Linked DNA regions of Xenopus laevis: region 1 is linked to region 2. A link is a contact called in public Hi-C data. All regions are on one chromosome and are shown on one strand. Each heading gives the region's core, a stretch centred on a gene start, on an enhancer-like site or on the middle of the called end of the contact. The rest is flanking DNA. Distances are from core to core; before and after follow the strand shown. Region 1 has its middle 22 kb from the start of myl12b.L. Region 2 holds the start of tgif1.L (homeobox protein AKR).

Region 1 (5,709 bases), core at 3,094-5,593, 39 kb before region 2:
TCCCCGAATCTCCTCGTGTGGCCTTACCCTAAGAGATTGGTTTTGTTAGCTAGTTAGTTCTGGGAGTTGCAGTTTAACAACAGTTGTGATGCTGGCATGGGAGGAGAGTAAATTCCACACAGCAATGATTTTACCCCTGGCAAATGAATAAAGCATGATATTGTATAAAGATTAACATAAGTGCTGTTCAACCAAAGTCATTGTTAGTGTCTAAACACAGGAACCATTTCTCCTGTGAGTTAATGCATGACTGGATATGGCCACACACAGAGAGCAGCCTGAGCTGTGTATACAGAGTGGCAGTAAGTGCAATTGCAAATGCCTTTCCTTTCAACTCATGCAGCCAACACCTGTGACCCGAGGCCACACACTGAGCGAGTGGAAGCACGAGAGCCTGGCGACTGCATGTAGGAGCCATGTGTTCTTTACAAGCAGCCCGTGCTATGCACTCCCTTCCTTTGAAAAGCCACAGACACATGAGACGCTAGAACTGTGTATATGTTTTGCTCTTTGGTTTGATGTTACTTCAGCCCACAGTGGATTCTGAAGAGCCCAATAAAAATCCAGACTGGCAGTTACCAAGTGCAAGTATCTCTGTGCCAGCTGGACACTTTACATGTTACACACTTACTTGGCCGGGAGATCTTATGCTGCCCTCACTGTATAAAGAGCTTATTACTGGCCCCAAACTGCATTTGTAGCCTCTGTTTTCTCCTTCTCCTTGTTTATATAGTTTTTGAGTTATTTACCTTCCCTGCATTTCTCCAGCTTTCAAATCCGGGTCACTGACCCCAGCAGCCAAAAATCTATTGCTCTGTGAGGCTACAATTTTATTGTTATATTTTTTTTCTTACCTATCTACTTCTTCAGACCCTCCTTTATTCATATTCCAGTCTCTCATTCAAACCATTGTCTGGTTGCTAAGGTAAATAAGACCCTAGCAACCAGATAGCTACTGAAATACAAAACTGGAGAGTTGCTGAGCAAAAAGATAAATAACTGAAAAACCATATGAAATAAAAAATGAAGCCCAATTGCAAATTGTCTCAGAATATTGCTGTCTATATCATACTTAAAGTTAATTTAAAGGTGAACAGCCTCTTTAATGCTCCTGCTGCTGTTAAGTTACAGGTGAATGAGGATTTCGTCCCAACATAATGTTCTATGCTGCCCTGTGTATGTAAAATATACATATATAGTAGTCTTCAGCATTTGGCTTAGTCAGGGGAGCAGTTATTCTAAAACAGGGCTGTGTAATGGTGGCCATACATGCAGAGATCCGCTCATTTGAGTGGATCTCTCTCTGATATGCCCACATTGAGGTGGGCGATATAGGGCTGACCCAATTGTGAGCCCTAGGGCCCAACGATCGGCTCATAATGTAGCCAATATGGGCGTTCGGATCGCGGGGCCGTACGCACAGACCGACGGGATTTTTAGCCCTGCCCGATCGACATTTGGCCGACTTTCGGCCAGATATCGATCGGGGAAGCCCGTTGGAGGGCTCTAATAAGCTGCTGACTCTGTCTGTCGGCAGCATTTATCGGCACCTGTATGGCCATCTTAAGTACAGGCCCTAGGACCTGATGTGGCCCTTAAAGAGATTTTTATGTCCCCATGCTCAAGGACCAATATACTTCTTTGTATAACATCATTTTAAAATTATCCGGCCCTTGTACATGGACTATGACAATAATCGGCCTACTAGATGTAAAAGTTAAATACCACTGTAAATCAAGGCAAAATACAGTTGTCGTGTCTGTAGTTGTCAGTCCCCCACTGCAATTTAACTTGTGTCCCAGGGTCTGACCTTTGTATATCTACACTACTGTTGGCCTGTCTTATTGATAGTTACTTATAACTAGAGCAAAAATTATATTTTGCTTCAGTTCACATTTTTAAAGGCCTCCCATATTTCTTTTTTCATACCCTGTTTTTTATATATTGCCCACAAAGCCACGCTAAACATGTACAGGTATGGGATCCCTTATCCGGAAACCCATTATCCACAAAGCTCTGACTTACAGGAAGGCTGTCTGCCATAGACTCCATTTTATCCAATAATAATTTTTAAAAATGATTTCCTTTTTCTCTGTAATAATAAAACAGTGCCTTGTACATAATTAATCCTCATTGAAGGCCGAACAATCCTATTGGGTTTATTTAATGTTTAAATGATTTATAGCAGACTTCAAGTATGTCGATCTAAATTACGGAAAGATCCGTTATCCAGAAAGCCTCAGGTCCAGAGCATTCTGGATAACAGGTCCCATGCTACGTATTTTTGTCAAACCTACCTGTCTCAGGCTTGGGTGAACTACATTTCCCAACATTCAGAGTTAGCAGTAGATGAAGCAATGCTCACAAAAGGCATGGATACAGAGTATGTGCTTAATTCCAATGTTATTTGATGATGTTTGTTTAACTGATGGGCAAGATCATAGACAAGGGATTGCTTGCCCATAGCAATGCCAGTCTGTAGTAGCAACTTCTCCCATTGTTTTCAAGTGCTGTTTTTCTATTTCCTTTAATTAGCTGTCATTCCATACTTGTAAAGGCCTTGGAGTCATTCACATATGAAAATCCCTTGGCTGGCTGCCTATTACATTACACATTCACTACAACATTCTTTCTTTGCTTTGCAGCCTTCGCCTCTTTGTGCCTTTTCAGCCCCTTGTTTCCTGGCACGATCTTTACACTCTCCTTAACCTCGCCTTGTTCTATAACCCTGTGCCAGAACTTAATTTTCACTTCTGTAACCCCAATGCCAAGTTGCACATTATCTCTCTACCTACTGAAAAGCAATGCCCATTCCCAGTGCAACCACATCTGGTGCAAAATCTGGTGAAAACAGGGTTGCAACCTCACCCCAGCCACATTTTGAAAACACAATTCAATTACATTCATGCTGCATGGCTGCACAAAAATCAGTTCAGTCTGCAGCATGCATCTAAATTAATAAGCCAAATATAAGTATGCTGTAATTCTGTGGGGAAATGTTTTATTGTGGGTTGAAAACATGGTGAATATGCTGTTGCTATATAAATAAAGCATTATAATGTTTTTCCACAGCTGTCAGTGACTTTGACTAAACTAGCTCAGTAAAGGGTGTATTAAATACCTACTACTCACTGTCAATGGAATGCAGGCCTGTTCATCTCCCTAAGGTTGTGTGATGCATGGATTCCTCTCCCTAAGCAAATCAATCAATACATTTGACTAGTATTTCTAGTTTAAATGCAACAGGATCCAATGAGATTTCTGCTTAAATTTATACACAGCCTTTTTTGGAAAACAGGTAAACAGCCTTCGAAATTAAGTGCTTTAAATTTTGGCGGTGCAACAATTCAGTGCTAACGTATGTTTTGCTTGAAGCAAGCCTTGAAAGCTATGCAAAGGATTAACAGGAATGTGAAGGGTGGGTGGAGGGCAAGAGGTAATGAGGTTCTGAACTCTGCTTTAAATTAGCATTCCCTGGGGCTCACATACCATTACACTGTTCTGAATGGCATTTAGTTCCTATTTAAAGGAAACATTTGGCTGGCCATTATTTTTGTTAAATATCAGAATCCAGTGGCGTCCATAAAAATATAAATATTCTGTCCACAACATATTAGGGTAGGCCTCCACGGACGTTTTCGGCAATCCGACGCGCTGCGACAAAACGCTGCGTCTGCATCCGACAGTCGTGTCACGTCGGATCAACGTTATGACACCATGTGACAACTCTATCTCTTACCTTATTTTTGTCGGATTGCACTGAAAATGTCCGTCGAGGACTACCCTTACTGGAGAAACCAAAATGGGATAACGCATTTCATGCAACTAAACGGTTCAGCTCATTTGCCTGTTTATGTAATGTCTCTGGCTAATGGCAGTCAATTTCAGGAAATATAAATAACAAGAAGAGAAGCCATATCTAGTTCTGATAACTATATCAGTAAAGTAGAAAATAATAGAAATAATGCCAGTGCTAAGAATGATATAAACATCTGCCTTGCGCTAAAACACAACAGTCGTATGGACAGAGCCATAAGGAAACATATGTAAATAAACGTTATATCGTTTTTGTGCTGATGACAGGGCAGATATGTAGATGCTGAATGACTTTCATCCTGGATATTACTGAGACCCTGCCTCCTGCCTACAATGGAATGCAGAAAGTGACTCATCAGGATTTTAGAGAACCTACAGCCCTACATTGACTCCCCTTTTGTCTGATGAAAGCTGCTAATATACAAGTCATTCATTAAAAAGCAATTTGAGATTACTCAGGCTGCTGAGGTCTTTTCTGCTGTCCTGAACCTGCCCTGAGATCCTGTACATACAATCAAACCAGAGCCATTTACCCTCAGGCTCCACTCACAGTGGCAATTGTGTGCTTTGTTATCTAGTACAATGCAGGGATAGGCTCCATGGGAGATTTCTTACCTCCAGTCTAAGGAGAAATCTCCAGAATTTACTCCATGGATGATAATGACTTCATGAAGCTGCAATTAAAATAAGCCCTTGCGTTTTAAGTCAAATTTTAGCCTATATTTTACACCCCACCCTCTTTATATTTCTGTACCATTTACCCATGAGCTGCACTGTTGTGAGTAGGGTTGCCACCTTTTCTGGAAAAAAATACCGGCCTTCCTATATAATTTATCTTTTTTCCCTATTAATAACATTGGGATCAGTCATCATTTTTACCGGCCACGCCGGTAAAATACCGGCCAGGTGGCAACCCTAGTTGTGAGCTGCCACATGTACAGTAAGTAGTAACAGTCAGTAGTCAGTCGGATGTGCTACTAAAGAGTAAAAAATTGCATCAATATACAACATTCCCAGTGTATCAGCATTATAAAATAATACAGTCGTGAATTAGGTCCCATTGACTTCAATAGTTTTTTGAAGATGATATTGGTGTCATCTTGTAAGTGATGCGACGTAAAGGGGTCACATCAAAAAAGGGGTTGTTCACCTTTAAATTAACTTTTAGTATGATGTAGAGAGTGATATTAGTAGACAATTTGCAATTGGTTTTCATTTTTTATTATCAATGGTTTTTGCGTTATTTAGCTCTCGTTTGTGATTTCGGCAATCCAGTTAGTATGGGCCAGATTACCCTAGCAACCATGCATTGATTTGAATAAGAGACTGGAATATGAATATTAGAGGGCCTGAATAGAAAGGTGAGTAATAAAAAATAGCAATAACAATACATTTGTAGCCTTACAGAGGATTTGTTTTTAGATGTGTTCAGTGAATGGCTGCCCCTAAGGCCACACAGCAGCTGGTTTATATAAACTATGGTAGTCTTTATGAAGCAAACACACCCATTTTAGCAGTGCCCATTTATATTGTAATTACTTGGATATGTTTTCAGTTTTGGGTGTTACTGTTCCTTTAATAGACCATAGAGAATAATGACACTGACTTGGATGTGGCGGACAGATTTCAACAACTCTTTATTGTAAATGCCAGTGAATGGTGTATAATCTATATAAAGCACGGCAAAACATGTTGGTGCTTTATGAATAGAGGCTAATAATAATACTTACAATCCATCCCTGCCCTAACATTACTCACTTAAGAACGATACATATAATTTCCTGTCTAGCTCCACGGTTCCAGCCATCTCAATTAGAATGAAAACATCCGTAGCTTGCACTCATTTCCTCTCTGCTTTATGAACTGTTACCCCAATCTTTATTCTCAGCAATT
Region 2 (5,427 bases), core at 1,901-4,400:
CCCGGTGCACAGTCAGAAGGGATCGGCAACCCCAATTGTAGTCAGCGTAATAAAAGAAAAACTGGCACTCAGAGCTCGATGCATGCAGGCAAAGCCCTGCGTGTTTATTACAATGTAACGTTTCGGGGGCGGGCCCCTTCTGTCTGATGAAGGGGCCCGCCCCCGAAACGTTACATTGTAATAAACACGCAGGGCTTTGCCCGCATGCATCGAGCTCTGAGTGCCAGTTTTTCTTTTATTACTTTTTGTCACAAAACAAGAAACATGTTTTTGCCTTCCCACCCTTAATTTGCATATGCAAATTAGGATTCGGTTCGGTATTCGGCCGAATATTTCACGAAGGATTCGGGGGTTCGTCCGAATCCAAAATAGTGGATTCAGTGCATCCCTACGTGAAACAGTAAAAAGTGAAAACTACAAAGTACATGTTTCTATTTAAAGGGGTGGTTCACCTTTATGTTAACTATTAGTATGCTTCAGATTTGTCCTTTTTTTTATAGTTTTTGAATTATTTGGCTTCTGATTCTTTCCAGCTCTCAAATAGGGGTCAGTGACCCCATCTAAAAATCAAATCCCCAACCTTTTTCACCCATGAGCAACATTCAGAAGTAAAATGAGTTGGGGAGCAAATCAAGCATGAAAAATGTTCCTGGATGGAGCCAAATAAGGGCTGTAATTGGCTATTGGTAGCCCCTATGTGGACTGGCAGCCTATAGGAGTCTCTGTTTAGTAGTACATCTGTTGCTTATTTATTCAATCAAAACCTGCATCCAAGCCAGAAATTAAAAGAAGCGACCTGCTTTGAGGCCACATCCAGAGCAACATCCAAGGGTTTGGTGAGCAACATGTTGCTCATGAGCTACTGGTTGGGGATCACTACTGTAAGACTAAAAATGTATAGTTATTGCTATCTTTTATTACTCTTCCTATCCATGGCCTCTCCTATTCATATTCTTGTTTCTTATTCAAATCAGTGCATGGTTGCTTGGGTAATTTGAGCCTTAGCAACCAGATTGCTGAAATTGCAAACTGGAGAGCTGCTGAATAAAAATCGAAATAACTAAAAAAACACAAATAATAAATGAAAACCAATTGCAAATTGCCTCGAAATATCACTCTCTACGTCATACTGAAAGCTAATTTAAAGGTGAACAACCCCTTTAAGTTTAGGTTCCAGGTTTCCAGATGACGTGAATACTTTAGATTTCCTAGAACAGGGCAGGTAACAGATGCCATTTCTCTGTGGTCAGACTTGACCCCTGTGCTGCAATAACCTAAAAACACTGACACTTTACTGGTTGTGAAATCCTCTTTATTTCGTAAGATTCTCAGATGAGAAAGTCAAGTGGCTGCAATAGAGGAGGAAGCAGCTGAGTCTCGTAAACATTTGCCATGAATTTGCTTCCCTGGCCCAGGAGTCAGAGCATGTGCGCTGCAAATGACAGTGTCAGAGCTGCTGCCGCCTACAATAATAACTGCTCTCCAAGCAGCAGCTTCACTTGTAGCCAGCGCTGCTGAGTCAGTGAGCTTATTGTGCCTTTGGGGAACATAACCAGGACCATTCACTGGATACTTTAACAGTTTGTCATCAGCTGCCTTACTGCTTCCAGGAGGCATTATTTGCTTTCCGGATGACAACAAGCATGTTCTCTGGTCAGTAGTAATACAGGGGGACAGTAGTAATACAGGGGCACATAGTAATATCTAACATGGGGAGAATAAATAAATAAGTACTTGGAGTTTCAATACACAGTTGGAAAGAGGCCCCTTGTTTTAAAGAGCTTACACATTCTACCCTGTGCTTCATACAGAACACATATACCCTTATTTATCTAATCAGAATCATTATATCCTAGTATAACATGTTGGAGCTGCCATACTATTTCCACTGCTCGAGTGAAATAAGAGTTTATTTTCGTAGAATCAGATGAAACAGCACACCCCCCGTGGCCAAAATGAGCATCAACAGACAGGGTCCCCAACCTTTTTTTTTTTTTTACCTGTGAGCAACATTCAGATGTTAAAAAGGTTGGGGAGCAACACAAGCATGAAAAATGTTCCTGGGTGGTGCAAAATAAGTGCTGTGATTCGCTACTTGGTAGCCCCTATGTGGTCTGTCAGCTTTATTTGACAGTACACCTTGTTATTATGAAACTGAACCCCCCTCCAAGCCAAGAATTCAAAAATAAGCACATGCTCAGAGGCCACCAAGCAGGCTCGGACTGGCAATCTTTGGGTTATGGCAAATGCCAGAGGGGCTGCTGTAAGGTCCCATAGACAGTCACTATTTAGTGGGCTGGTGGAGGACTATTTGGGCCTCTGTGTACTTGGAATGCCAGGGCCTACTTTGACTCCCAGTCCAGACCTGCCACCAAGATCAACATCCAAGGGATTGGTGAGTAGGGTTGCCACCTGGTTGCCGGTCTGGCCAGTAAAAATTAAGCTTGATTCCAATGTTATTGATAGGGGAAATGCATGAGAATAAAGGAAGGCCGGTATTTTTGAAGAAAAGGTGGCAACCCTATTGGTGAGCAACATGTTTCTCACAAGCCACTGGTTTAGGATCACTGTAAATTGTGTAACTGTAAAGTGACTTGGAAGCATCTTTTACTCAGCAGGGGTTGCCACACTGAACTTGCTTTATTTTCCCACTGTTTACATGCTGTCGCCTGAGTGTAACTCCAGCTGGGTTTAGATATGGAACCTCCCCACCCCCCATATGAGCTCTTACATTCCTTTAGCTTTACTGTCAACCTCAGGGAAAGCAACATCTGCTATAAAAGTGCTGCTCTTAGGGTTTGTGGCAGTTTGCAGTTCAGAAATAAAGCTGAATTCGTTTGTTACTGAGATTTCTGCGGAAACAATAGATGTTCAGCCTGGGGCTCTCCTTGGAATTCTGTGACATGCAGTTCGGCAAGAGACACAGGTTGTGTTCTAAGGGGTATTATGAGAAACAGACCTCATTGTGATTCCCCCCTCCCAACTCACATACTTTTTTTTGTCTCTCAGCAGTTTGGAGGGAATTTTGCTGGCAGGGGGGGGAGGGGAGGGATCGGTTGGCTCGTCCCATAGCAACAGGAGACAGAGCAGAGAGGCAGCTGTCAAAAGAGAAAGAATTAAAGAGGGAGAAAAAAAACCCAGGAGCCGCCTGTGTAGTTTAATGATCAAACGGCTGTCTGGGAATGAAAGCAAATAACAGGAAGCGGCTGCACCACCGACTGAAGCTCCCCCTGCAGCCCATGAAGTGTCACAGGCCCAGTGTGTCTGGGAGCAGAAAGGGGGGAATCCAGGAGGCTCATATCTCCTCCCACTGTGTGTGTGTGTGTCTGACAGTCCCGGGGAGGGTGTGAGAGCCGAGCTGCTGCTGCTTCTTACAAGCCATTAGTCATTAGTGTAAGGGGAGGGAGGAGAGCGTTACATCTACCTCTGGCTTTAACCTTAACTTGCCTCATTGTGGCACCAGACAGAAAAGTTGAAGGGAGACGGGCAGATTGGAACAAGAGCCAGAGGAGGAGGAGGGGGAAGAAGATTAAAGTGAAAAGATCGAGCTTGTTGTTAAAGTGAACAGACACACAAGCTGAAGTGATTGTATTCAGGGCATCCCGTGTGTTTGTGCATCGCCTCTCTTTAACGCTCTGCCTCTGAGCTGGGATCCTCCGGCGGCCCCGTGCTACAATGAAAGCCAAGAAAGGTAAGAGCTGCCGCCGCCGCCTGGGATGAACTTTAGTGCGAGTGGAGCGGTGAGTGAGCCGGCGCAAGAGCTCTGAGTTAGGGGGGTGATGTGATGGAGACGAGAGCGTGTTGCACTCTACTACACTACTGCTCTGTGTTCCCATGCGGATGGCGCTGTCAGTGTGAACGTGTCCCGCCTGTCTGTAGTGATACCCGCGCCCCTCTATCCCCCACTCCACTCTCCTAATTGTCCTGGACCCCTAGGCACCCCCCCTACAAATCCTTCCTTCCCACTCCAAGGAAACCCTGGTGGGCTCGCCAGGTGCGCTGTCCCTCTACCTCACAGTTCCACAGCGTGCTGCGCTCATAGCCGGGGGAAACCAATGTCACATTACAGGGGGTGCTGGTGTTGTTGGGACGGGGCTAACTGCTCACACTCCCCCAGTCACTTCTGCTTGTTGTAAAACAGATGTTGTCTTGTGTGTAAAACGTATCGCCAGTTGAAAGGGCTGACTGGCTGGGAGAAAAGTTGGAGCGAGTATTTAAGCGCTGCTGATCAGGGAGGGATGAAGAGTTTGGCACGGGCCGAGTCTGCCATAGGAATCGCCTGACAGGGGTGAAGGGAGCGCAGACAGTGTCCGGGGAAAGTCTCTAGCAGGGACAGAGCGCGGAACAAAGGGAAAGTAAAGCCGCGCGGCCGCTGCACTTGTGGAACAAAGAAAGTTAGATCACGAGGCAGCAGCAGCAGCACATGTGTACGGACTGGGGCAAAGCTTTCATTGTGTGTCAGCTCAGGGCTGTTATGTGCCCCCTGTGTGTGGGGTGTGTGTGGAGTGTGTGTGTACCCATTTGCCTAACGTATAAACTGTAGAAAACTTCGAAGCCCCAAAAGTCCCAGCAGCAGTCTGTCTGTCTGTCTGTGTATGTCTGGGAAAGTCTTTGTTTGGAAGCAGCAGCCTCGCATTCCAGGGGAAGGGCTACATAACTTTTAAGGACAGATCCGTGTAAGCAGCACAACTCTCATACAACTCTCTCTCTCACACACACAACTCTCATACAACTCTCTCTCTCACACACACAACTCTCATACAACTCTCTCTCTCACACACACAACTCTCATACAACTCTCTCTCTCACACACACAACTCTCATACAACTCTCTCTCTCACACACACAACTCTCATACAACTCTCTCTCTCACACACACAACTCTCATACAACTCTCTCTCTCACACACTCACAACTCTCATACTCACAACTCACACAGACACACTCACAACTTTCTCACACACACACTCACAACTCTCTTCTCACAACACACTCACAACTCGCTAAAGTTCCGCCACCAACTGCTGCCTACAAGTTGCACTTCTTTTGTTCCTCGCCATGTGCTCCGACAGCAACGGCCAGTGACAGCACTCGGCAGCAGCCTCAGGCCATGTCCCTGGAAATACTCTTTCTCTTGCCTAAATCTGCTGCTTGAGCAGTTCACCGAGTAACACTGAGTCTGAGTAACTTTGTGTTTGTGCCACAGTTCATCTTGAGCTCTCAAACTTTTTCTTTTCATTGGAATATTGTTTTCACCTAAGGTCCCTGTGTGTGCATTTGGCAGCTCATATCTCTGCCCCATTCCACTCCTGAGAACAAAGCTATTAAAAAACAAAAACAAGCTGCAAAGATGTTTTTGTTCCTTGCCATGTGAGGTGGATTGTGTGTGCTCCGCATTGTTCAGGCACAAGACAGCGGGGCACGTTG

Evidence for each region. A called contact is a pair of places that touch in the nucleus more often than the background predicts.
Region 1: a contact with region 2 is called in a Hi-C map of the XL177 cell line, with 1.8 times the contacts expected there. The contact joins the enhancer-like site here to the promoter of tgif1.L in region 2. A contact is called at or near these places in 2 of 4 Hi-C or Micro-C datasets (the XL177 cell line and the XTC cell line).

The regions. Positions count from the first base shown.
Region 1 is chr6L:113,717,140-113,722,848 of Xenopus_laevis_v10.1, reverse strand. No RefSeq gene overlaps it. Among protein-coding and RNA genes, the nearest start is that of myl12b.L, 22 kb to the left of the region's middle. Within about 2 kb of position 4,343, at least 4 of the 7 cell types and tissues checked have an H3K27ac peak or open chromatin away from gene starts, as enhancers often do.
Region 2 is chr6L:113,676,756-113,682,182 of Xenopus_laevis_v10.1, reverse strand. It overlaps tgif1.L (homeobox protein AKR), which reads left to right and starts at 3,150. Exons shown (of 3, transcript XM_018267912.2): 1 at 3,150-3,691. The coding sequence starts at 3,676.